2 separate regions of the Rattus norvegicus genome follow, and region 2 is linked to region 1. The links are chromatin contacts, called in public Hi-C maps. All regions are on one chromosome and are shown on one strand. The core of a region is the stretch at or near the end of the contact, and the rest is flanking DNA. Distances in the headings are between cores, read along the strand shown. Region 1 has its middle 91 kb from the start of Phactr1. Region 2 has its middle 120 kb from the start of Edn1.

The links. A called contact is a pair of places that touch in the nucleus more often than the background predicts.
Region 2: a contact with region 1 is called in a Hi-C map of frontal cortex, with 3 times the contacts expected there. The contact joins two enhancer-like sites. A contact is called at or near these places in 2 of 12 Hi-C or Micro-C datasets (the A7r5 cell line and frontal cortex).

Annotation. Positions count from the first base shown.
Region 1 is chr17:22,333,226-22,338,949 of GRCr8, reverse strand. No RefSeq gene overlaps it. Among named protein-coding and RNA genes, the nearest start is that of Phactr1, 91 kb to the right of the region's middle. Within about 2 kb of position 2,674, at least 12 of the 93 cell types and tissues checked have an H3K27ac peak or open chromatin away from gene starts, as enhancers often do.
Region 2 is chr17:22,543,884-22,549,797 of GRCr8, reverse strand. No RefSeq gene overlaps it. Among named protein-coding and RNA genes, the nearest start is that of Edn1, 120 kb to the left of the region's middle. Within about 2 kb of position 3,732, at least 27 of the 93 cell types and tissues checked have an H3K27ac peak or open chromatin away from gene starts, as enhancers often do.

The sequences.
Region 1 (5,724 bases), core at 1,425-3,924:
AAAACATTTTGTAGAATTTCCGAAGGCTTTAAGTGGAATTGGGCCTACCATTTCCAGGGACTCTTTGGGATGGATGGGCATCCTAAAGGCAAAATTGCCATTCCTGTTTTATGTGCACGCAGCTACAGCTGGCCTTTGGAAGTCTGGTTCCTCCTAAGATCTGACAACAGTGAGCCTGTCCCACTTTTAGCTGTTCTAAAGAATAGATGTTATTTTGGGAAATGAACACCACACTCTTACATAAAGTCTGATTGATAGGCATTGAGGTGGGCAGAAGTTATCAAAGTCTGAAAATCAGGTGCCTAGAGGGGAAGGAATGTATTATCATTAATGAAGTAGGAGGATGGGCTTGTCTACGATGACTGAATGATGGGTTGGCAAGATCAGGGCCCAGCAATGCTCTTACAAATTGAGCCAGCATCCTGGAGAACTTGGCTCTACTCATCCCTCCTCGGAACACACAAGGACTGCTTGTCAAAAGAAATGCCCACCATTTGCTTCTGTCTGGCCACAAGCAAAGTCATTTTTGTTTATCCCCTAGATCGTACTCAACTTGAAAGCTAGATGGAATGACTTCATCAAACCAACTAAAAGTGAGTTAAGGGGATAAAAGTGAGGAGAAGCAAGGGGAAGGAAGGAAGGAGGGGGGGGGGAAAGAGAGAGGTGGGAGGGAGGGAGGAAGGAACAGAAGGAAGGGGGAGGGAAGCAGAAGGAAGGAAGGAAGACAGGAAGGAAGGAAGGAACTATAGACCATGAGAGGCTCAGTGTTATGCCCACTCTAGTGTCTGTCTCCCATCCCATCTCTACTCTTACTCCCTTAATGGTTTTGCCATAATTCCTACATTCACCCATTCTCCAGCTCTGTCATGCACACATTTATCCCCCCCAACACACACCACCACCACCACCCTCTCTTTCATTTCTGCAAGAAATACACTATAGAGTCACTCTCCCAGTAGCAGAGCAACACTTGATCTCAGTAAGCCCCCACTTCTGATATCAGTGGGTCCTGACAGACTTACAGATTTCTTGAAAATGTTCCTCACCTATCCCCTACATAACTATGGGCTTCCAATGCTGGATCTGTGATCAGGACAAACAAGACACGCATCTTCACTTCTAAAATTCTGATCCCTTCTGTCTAAACAATCTCCTTTCTCAGAGCAGCCTCCAACACAGGCTGTACTTTTTCGGCTTTAGATGACTAAGTTTTAGGCTACACAAAAGAAGAGTGAATCATGTACCCATCCTGATCTTGGTGGTTTTAAATTTGTGCCTATGTGTTTGATGGCACTCTTAACGAATTCATTCTTAATGAATAAAACTATAGATTAGCATTGACAAAAAATTCATAAGTGGTAGAGCCTAATGTAGATTGCACATACATGTAATGATTTAACAGACCATTCTTAGTATCCCTAGGATTGTTTCCAGGGCCCCCACAAGGAAACAGAGCACCCTGATGTTCAATTTCCTCATATAGAATAACATAGTATCTTCATAGAACATGTAATCCTGCTCCCACATAGTGGAAGTCATTGTTAACTTACAATTCACACTACCATGGAAACATTATATATAGTTAATGATATATATGTATGTGTGTGTAGTCATGCTACATATATATGTATATACATATATACATATATAGACATGCACATATTAACACATATGCGGCAGATGTAAGGCCAGGGATATGAGTCTGTAATTAAATTAAATATAAAGGTGATGAAAGTGTGTTTTTTCCCCTGAAAAAGCACCTTGAATAAAATTTCCCTGTACAGAAATAGAGCTGACAATTTCTAAGACTTGTAACATACATTATGATGATAAAGTATCTTTTTCTCCTTGTTTTTAAAGCTACTGCTGACACTCTATCACATAAGGCAGGCTTCAAACATTTGTAAAGCCCTCTTTATCAATATAACCGAAGGTTTCTTTTACAGTGTTGTTTTTATCAACATAACCAGAAACACTCCTTGGGTATGACAGTGACTCTATTGAAGTGCTCTTGGTAGGACATTAAGAATAACCCTTTCTGCGGGGAAAAGATGAAAAGCAAAATCCTTGAGCCTGGAGAAGCATACATTCCAAGAGTGTGAGCTAAGAGCCTTGAGGGGTGGAGTGGGGTGTGAGGAGAGCCGAGTGTGGGCGCTGTGCCGCTGTGCTGAACCTCTGAGGATTGAAGAGGTGAAGCAGCCAAGGCTTACCACATCTTCTGATTTCCACACATAAAACTCACTCACGTGGCAATTTTGTAAAACTTTGAGAAGACAGTCAGTAGCGTATGCTCTTGTAAACTATACAAGCTTTTCTCTTTGTACCTCTCAGGTTATAAATAAAACAGCCTCAGAATAGCCAGGTTATGAAACTTGTTCGTCTCAGGACTGTCTGTCACTGAAAACAAACTAAACGAGGCTGTCTTCTTGTTTCCTAACAAGTCTGGCTTCTATGAACCTTCTCTTAGCTGCTTAGTCTATGATAACCCAAGTACAGAAAAGGGAGTTGGGTTTTGTGCTCAACGCTCCAATCGGGCTATTTAAACCAAACTAGAAGTTACCTTGTGTCTTGTTTCACCCAAACAGGACATGGAAACTGATCTAAATCTCCCACTGGAGGGAACAGGACTGGACCAGAATGACGAATTATAAGCCTGTGACTCAAGGCTGACCACAGACCAACAACAGGAAATATCCACGCGGCTTATCATGCTTCTTATGGAAAACACTGCATTGGGACATATTTACCTTGACAATGGCTTAAGTTCTGGAATTTCCTTCTTCTGTGATACATTGTATAGTGAGTGCCCTTGAACCAATGGAGAAAGATAGAGCTGTGTTGGTAGACAATCCTCAGTGTGAATCATCAGAGACCACTTTACTGGCTGCAGGGCTTGCGTGATTCATGAACATTCCTGATGAATTGGAACGTCTTCGATTATCAGGGTGAATGCCTGGCAGACCCCTGTTAGAAATTAGAGATAATGTACAAGAGCATTCATGTTTAGCCATGGCTGAGAGTGCTTGGGGGCTGGACTACATGAGATAGAAGTGGAATAAAAAATTCTAGTGAGGACACAAGTAGACAACACCTATAAGTCTGGCTACATTAAAAACCCGACTAGTAAAACCTTTCCCTGAGAGCCAACAGGTGCCATACAGAGCCAGGGGAACCGCATAATGGAGACTGTGAAGTCTGAGGCATCCGAAATAGACATCCTGCCACAGTCTGTCTCATCATGAAACATTCCCCAAACACGCTTTCGTAATAGACTCTGTAAAAAGCAGTTCTCACGGGGAAAGCACAGATCTGCCAAACCTGGTTAAAATCAATTCTGTGAACTGCTAGGCGGTCTTGGCAAATGCGACTTCCAGCACCTATTTGGCACGTATTGAACTGGCATTCTTGGAGTCTCGTTTGTTACTTTATCTAAAGGCAGCCCTTGGAGGTCGGGGAGATGGCTCCACTGTTAAGAATTAATCAGGAACGTATAGGAAAGGTCTTTTTGGCTAATTTTTCATTTCTTGCTATTGATCCTCAAGTGTTGTTTTCTCTGAACGAAGTGCTGAAGTGAGGTTCCTCTCCATATGTTTTGGCAGAATCGAGGCATCTGTCTGGGCTGAGCCCATCTTCCCTTCAGTGCAACTGCACAAAGTGACGCCCCAACACCTCATCCAAGTCCATCGCCATGTAGACTCACAGCTATACGCCCAACATGTTAAATTCACTAGACAATGTTTGCTGCTGAGTGGGCAAGTTGATTGACCTTTTCAAATCCCCATTAAGCACCTTTTCATGCACGTCATGGTATAAATGTTATTTCATTTTTTCAGCTACCTTGCCCAAAGCTCCAAAATCACACACAAAAAAAAAGTGTTTATTTTACCTCAAAGGGTTTTGGCGGTAGAGATAAAGACAGCATACAAAGTTTCAACACTTCAAAGACAGGGAAAAATATTTTGGGAGTCTATCAGTATTCTCTTCGATTGTGTTAGAGGTAGCTGTTGGGTAGGTAAATATTTCTTGGCTTGGACGGAATAAAATGTTTCTATAAAGGGGAAAAAGGTAGGCTTAAAGATATAAAATAAAAACCAAATATGTCAGTCAAGGGTGTGGTTCAGTAGTAGAGCACATGGCTAGCACAAACAAGAAACCTAGGTTCAACTCCTAGCACCAGAAACAAGCTAGCTAACTAAACCAAAAACAGCTCCATGGAATCCTTTTAAAAAGTGAATGGAAATATCATAGACCCAGAAAAAAATTACATACAGATATACATATTGATAATATATAGTCATTACAATCCATTAATTCTTTTAAAAATGTAAATATGGGTGAACATTCCAAATAAACACATTTCCCAGAGAAGTACAGTAGCAATCTATAAGCACACTAAAGACTTAGTATCCCTTGTCATCAGTCATAGGCATTCTAAGGTTACTCTCTACAGTGTCCAAATTCAAAAGCTTCTGACAATATCAAGTGTTGGCAAGGAGGCAGAGCACCTGGAACTCGCAGGCACTCCTGGTCATAATGTAACACAGTAAGCCACTTTGGAGAACTTCCTTCCAGCAACTCCTCTCCTACACATAGTCATGTGTCGTTAAGAGTACATTTTGATGATGCCGACCCTGGGAAGACATCATAGAGAGTGGTTAGGCAGACGGAGACCATCTAGGTAGGTCAAGTGTTCCGCACAGCCTGTCCCCGCAATCAAGCAAGCAGTACATCTGACTTAGCTGGAGGAAGCCACGGACGGCAGCACATAGAGTCTTATGTTACAGGAAACATCTGTTTTTCATAAGTCACAGGATTATGCTCTAAAATAGAAACGACGTATAATAGTAAACAGATAAACCATAAAATAGTCATCTTTAATCATCGTCAAATATCACCGTTGTTGTGAACACATGTGCTGTACCTTTATATGGCCAACAGCCTCATTTATGCCAGTGTCACCACAGACACACGAGGAAAGCCTTGTATGACAAGGTCATAATGGATGCAAAGTCCCTAGAGGGTAGGATAACAGCTGTTCCCTTATGGCCTTGATATGATCAGCCTTTGCCCAACATGTCACCATATAATAAACAACTATATTTATCACAGAAAAGTGGTACCACATATACACAAAAGTGTGACTTGTACAAGCATCTCACAGCTATATTCATGATAATCCCAAACTGAAATAGCACCCGTGCCTCTCCATGGGAAGCGAGTATATGACGTATGGTGCATTCATATGAAGGAACACTGTTCATTAGTAAAAGGTTCAAAAATACACCCAAAACCCTGCATGAATCTCAAAAGCATCATGCTGATTTAATAAGCTAAGTCCAGGGTTGGGGATTTAGCTCAGTGGTAGAGCGCTTGCCTAGCAAGCGCAAGGCCCTGGGTTCGGTCCCCAGCTCCAGAAAAAAAAAAAAAAAAAAAGAAAAGAAAAGAAAAAAGAATAAGCTAAGTCCAAAATACTGTACATGGTAGGGCTCCACTTATACAAGTGCAGACTCAGACAAAAGTGACCTGTGGTTATTGATGTCATCATGAGACCTTGCCTGGAATGAAGCAGAGGCGTCTCTGCGATGTTAGAAATGCGGTGGAATCGGTCTCTGGGTGGAGAATGCACACACAGATGGCAATCCTTCCAGACTTTTCTACTTGACCTTACTGTGAACTGTGGACTAGACAGAAAAGAAAAAAAAAACACAAACAATACCTGAGGCC
Region 2 (5,914 bases), core at 2,483-4,982, 210 kb before region 1:
TCTTTTTGTGACAGAGAGAGATGGTGAGCCTTCTACAAATGAACTTGGTGATCAGTAGAGCACACTAGGAGAACAGGAAGACAAATTCCTTGTGGGATTGCCCTACATCAACCCATTGTAGGATCATGGGAGTCTTGAAGGTGATAGGTCTAGACTGAAGGAAGCCCTTCTGTTTCTCTTGCTTCAGTGCATGCAGTACATTTACATGAGTCTGCTGGCTCCTGCCTTTCATACTATATATTACCCATAGTCCTCAGACAGAGAATAAAGACACTGGTAGCATGAAGAAGGTCTCAACTCTGGGGTCATCCCCAGCCAATTCATCTCACTTCCAATTGTCCATGGGCCTTTCGGGGCTGAAACTCTACCCAGACAATTGGTCCTCAGGCAGCTGAACTGGGCATTTCCTCCTTTCCTTGTGTCTTTACATAGACCCTGACCGAGAAATGCACCTCAATAGGTATGAGGTTAAGGAAACACAAACAAATGTGAGGGGGAAAAACCTGGAAGATAAAAAAAAATGAACCCCAGGGAACTCAGAAAGGGTGTTTGGAGCACAATTCAGACGTGGACAAGCCAGCTCTGTTCTTGCTGATAAGTGGCTTCGAGAAAAACAAATGAATTCATATCTGATAAACCAGTTGATAATACCAAATTCCACTTGGCTTTCTAAAGGGCTTCTGAAAGGCTTTTCATCCGGGAGGAGGGACAGACTGGTCCTGCTGTAAGAAAGCTACAGGAGGTAATATTTAGTGGATGCTGCATGGTGGGATATTTTTAGGTTTAATCGGTTTCACAGGAACTTTATCCAATTCCTTCTTCCTGAAAAATTAAGACATGCCTTCATGTCCCCAAGCTGGTGATTAGAATAGCATTTGATTGAAGTCTGTTTTGAATATCCATGTTCCAATCAGAAGTAAGAATGAGGGTTGGGGGGGGTGAATGAATCCAGGAGAGCTTCCATAATTTTCCAGTGTTTTTAAGGGGATAGCACAGTAGTTGTTCTTCCTAAAATGGTACTTCCCATTATGTTCATATGTATATACTTACACACACACACACACACACACACACACACACACACACACACACACACACACACAAGCTGTTCTTCTGGTAATCACCTTCTGTTACTTAGCAGCATAGTAACATCTGATAAAACATGGAACAAATAGAGACCAGGATAGGGTCCTGAGTGGTATAGTCCTCCAGTTTCTGGAGTAAGCCCCTATGACCACTCCACCTAGATTTAGCACCCACATACACTTTTCTGTTGAAATGTAAATACCCCAATGATTTAGGAGCCACGTGAAGGGTTTATATAAGTAAAAAGGGAAGTTGGCAGGGAAATTTCTGATACTTTTGTGGGAACATAAAGATCTGTTTATATTTAAGAATAGACAATGCATAGGAAAAAGGTAAGTGAATATTCTGTGTGCATTCTCACATGCATGTGTGCACTGCATATGTGTACATGTATGCATTCACTTGCGGGTTAGAGGACAGCATCGGATGTTATTCTTCATGTATCTTCCTTTTCTGTTTGTTTGAGACAGGGTCTCTCCCATTGGCCTAGAACTTTACCAAGTATGTTAAATTAGCTACCCAGGCAAAGCTTTACTAACTGAGCCATCCCCCAGCCCTGAAATTATGGTTTTCTTTTTCTCAAGTGCACCTAGCATAACACATATTTATTTATTCATTTATCATAGATAGCAACCAAGGTGCTGGATAATGTGCACAGGGATTAGCTTGGTGGTTTTCTTCATAAATAGCATGTAGTCATTTGAGGACTAGTGAGAGGTAAAATGGATAATTGATTAATACGATAGAGGGCTGGGAAATGGGAGTGGAGCACTCCAGCAGCATATTGAAGACCAATGGAAAATTAAGCTGATTTCCTTTGCCCTGCATCCAGCCCATCTTCACCAAAAGCCTGACCAACAAATGCTGCTTCACAGCAGTTGGTTATCATTTTTTAGAGTCTCTCTGGAGACTTGCCTTGTCAGTCAAGATATACGAATTTAAGAGTTTATTCATTCTCCAGCTCTGCTCGACTGAATGTAAGTTAATAGTCGTTCTAGAACAGGGCTGGGGTTTTCTTTTTTCTTGGCTGGTACAGGCCGTGCCTTAATTTCTTCTTCTGCTCTCTGTTGCTAGTTCAGGCCATTCTTGGCATCCCGGGGAGCATCCACACTGGGACACAAATGTTGTCTGTTTTTGCAGATCCTCCTCATAGGATTGTGTGACCACGTGCTTTCCTGGGCTTCAGATTCCTTTCCTTTTAAATAATAAATTCAGATAGAGTGACTGCCTTAGAGCTCTACATCCATCAACGCCTTCACCCTTGAGATGTGCCCTTTGCTTTGTTTCTGAGAAATAAGTGTTTGAAGTCAGTAGTGCATTTGCATCATTAGAGGGCAGACTTCCCTTGAAGGAAGGAGAGGTTTGAGAAACTGAAATAGTTGATATGAAGCAGTGGATTCTGTTGGTGATGAGTGAGCTCTAAGGAGTAGACGGAGAGAAGGAGAATGCTGAAGAGGATGAAGGAACTGCTCATTAGCCCCTGAGCAATGGTCCTCTGTTAATCAAACCAATCCATTAATCAAACTCATCAGCCATAGCAGAGGACACAGAACTAGAGATCCCATTAGAGCTCATAGGATTATCTTATTGATAATTGTTATGTGTTAGTTTGGTAGGAATGGCCCCCACAGATTCATGCGTTTGAATGTTTGATCATAGGGAATGGCACTATTATGAAGTGTAGCCTTGTTAGAGTAGGTGTAGCCTTGCTGGAGGGAGTGTGTCACCGTGCAGGAAGGCTTTAAGGTCATATATGCTCATGCCCAGCATAACACCCAGTCTCCTGCTGCTGCCTGTGGATCAAGTTGTAGAATTCTCAGATTCTTCTTCATCGTGTTTGTCTCCACGCTGCCGTGCTTCCTGCCATGATGATAGTGGACCAAACCTCTGAAACTGTAAGTCAGCCCCAATGAAATGTTTTTGTGTTTAAGAGCTGCTGTCATCATGGTGTCTCTTCACGGCACTGAAACCCTAACTAAGATAAATTGTAAGTTGCATTATAAAGTAGCGCAGGGCCAGGAGGCAAAGCTGGCCTGTAAGCCTCAAGACACACCTCACTTAGGGACCCATTTCCTCCTTCTAGATCCCACTTCTCAAAGATTCCTCAAGCTCTAAAAATGCCACCACCAGCTGAAGACCAACTTTTCAAACCCAATTGGAGAAATGTAACAAACTGAACATTGTCTTCGAAGTCAGGTAGACCAGTAGTCAGTTTCCAACCCCTCCATTCCCTATTCTTTCTGGCTTGTTACTCTAGCTTTAAAAGTAAGATAATGTGCCTTCAACACAGTCATCTTAACAGCTAAGACAGCCAGTAATACCAAGTGTTTAGTTCAGTCTCTGTAACACAAGACTCTCTCAATAAATACACAGTAGCTATCATGGTGGAAAAAAAATAATTAAACAGTTTTCTGTTCTCACTAACCTGAAAACCCTGTGTGCAGAACAAGCCACGCGTCATGGCAGACATTATCACTGAATAACTTGCAACTTTATCCTCAGCTACTCAGGAGAGACTGCTATTCTGTGAGAAGAATAATAAATTACCACAGAGAACAAACAGGGAAAGTTGTTCACCTCCAAAAGCTGCCTCTTCAATCTGGCAAGGAGACTGGATCATTTCTGGGCTGTTCTCCAGATAGAAAACTGAGGAACATGGTGTTTCTACTCAGGATGAGTAAGTGAGCTGCTGACTTGGACACAGTCCCTGCCCCAGACCTAGTTCTGCTTCTCATGTTGTTTTGGGTCACAGTCCTGAAGGCTGGTATGAAGTGTCCCCTTTTCCTGCAGTACCTTTCTGTCTCATGTCAGGGGAAGAACATACAGGTTGTACAGTTTCTTGTGAGATGCTCAGTTGTGATTTGTGAATAGCAGCAACTGAAGGAGATAAAATCCATGTGACCTTCATGAATATGGAATGTCCTTCTTGAAGGTCAACTTGAGCCATTTCACATTTTGGGAACTTTGGGACTTTGCAGGGATTGAGGCCAATGTCCATGAATATAATGTGCTACTGGGTATGTTGTTAGATTGTCTAAAACAGATGGTGTGTCGTACAATTTTTAATGAAATTCAGATACTGGAGCTGTGGAAATGGCTCAACTGAGAGGCCCAGAAGCATAAGAAACACAGTTCTGATTCCCAGAACCCATGTTAAGATGTTAAAAGGTTGGACACAGTAGTATAGAGACAGGGAGATCCCTGAACTGCTTTGGTCAGCAAATCTAATTGAACTTTGGTTTCTCAATCTTATAGTAGAGGGTGAATGAGGAAGGCTACTGGACATCAACTTCTGGCTTCCTCATATACACGCATATGCACGCATGTGTACAAACAAATACCCACACTGATAATTGAATATACCAGAAAGGGAGGGAGAGAGACAGAGAAAGAGAGAGACAAAGAGAGAAAGAGACAGAAAGACAAAGACAGCTACACAGAGGAGGGAAAGATCATGTAGATATAAGGCAAGTCCTTCATTTTCCCAGAGGGGAAACACAGCCTGGGGTATTAGATCATCTGCCTCCTTTTGTCACAGGGTTGGTGTATGGTTTAGGACTTGAACTAAGATATTCAGTATCCAAGTCAGGACAAGTCCGGCTGAATTTTTAAAATTTCCCATCAGTGAATATGAGGTAAGGATAGTCCTTAAAAATTCAAAGTCATGACAGGACTGTTGACAGTCTCTTTTTACAAAACAGGCAAGTACTGAGCTTGTCCATATGGCAGACTTTCCAGCAGAGAGAGAAAACGTGCTGGCAGCCCTGAGACACCTTATATTCTCCCTTTTGAAGCCCAGAAAGAATGGCTTTCTGAAGAACATCGGACTGTATGCTTCTAAGGCTCTACAGATGTTCATGACCTTCACCTCAACGAGTTCTCTCCAAGAACTTAGTAATACAACAAAAATCTCAACAAAGGGCAAGATTTATTTGCCAGGATGACATGACATTGTTTTTATAACAACAGGGTCCTGTGCCCAAGAGAATTGTTTAAATAAGTTCTGATATATTTATACCGTGGTTTATTTTATTTAGCAGCCATAAAAATGATGTGGTAAGAAAATAAAGTCCTATAACCTGGGGAAGTGTTCTTGATAGAGTGCAAGGCAAAGCACCTCGCACAATGAGGCTAAGTTTGTATCAAGGACCTATATTATACCTAAATATATTTAAAAAAACAAAACAACAACAACAACAAACAACAACAAAACCCTTGATGTGTCCTGAGTGCGTCACAAACTGACTTGGCATTTTTTTTGTCACTTTGGGTTTTGCTAGATTTTGAGGACAAACAGATATTTCTTATTTGTTCATTTTGAGATAGGCTCTTACTATGCCTACATCCTGCTATGCAGACCAGGCTGTTCCCCAAACTCAGAGAGATCTGCTTGTCTCTGCCTCTCAAAAGCTGGGGTTAAAGGTATGGGCCAACATGCCAGCTATTTTTAATTTCACTTAAATATATCTTATTTATGAGTGTATGCATGCCTGAGTGTGTGTGTGTGTGTGTGTGTGCATGTGTGTGTGTATGTATGTGTGCGTACACGTGTGCACTCCTATGTTTATGGGTGCAAATAGAGGCCAGAAGAAGGTGTCAAGTCCCCTGTAGTGGGGACACTCTAGTGCAGTAGTTAACAGTTTGGATCATCTAAGGTGAGTACTAAAAGCAAGAAACCATGTTTCTCTGCAAAAGCAGCATCTGTTCTTAAACTCTGAGCCTCTTTCCACACCCCCAAAGACATAATTTTTACAAGGACACTAAAAATACCATTCTAAGCCTGATTTTCCCTTCAGTGTGACTCGGTACTTGTCCCAGTGTCTGAGGG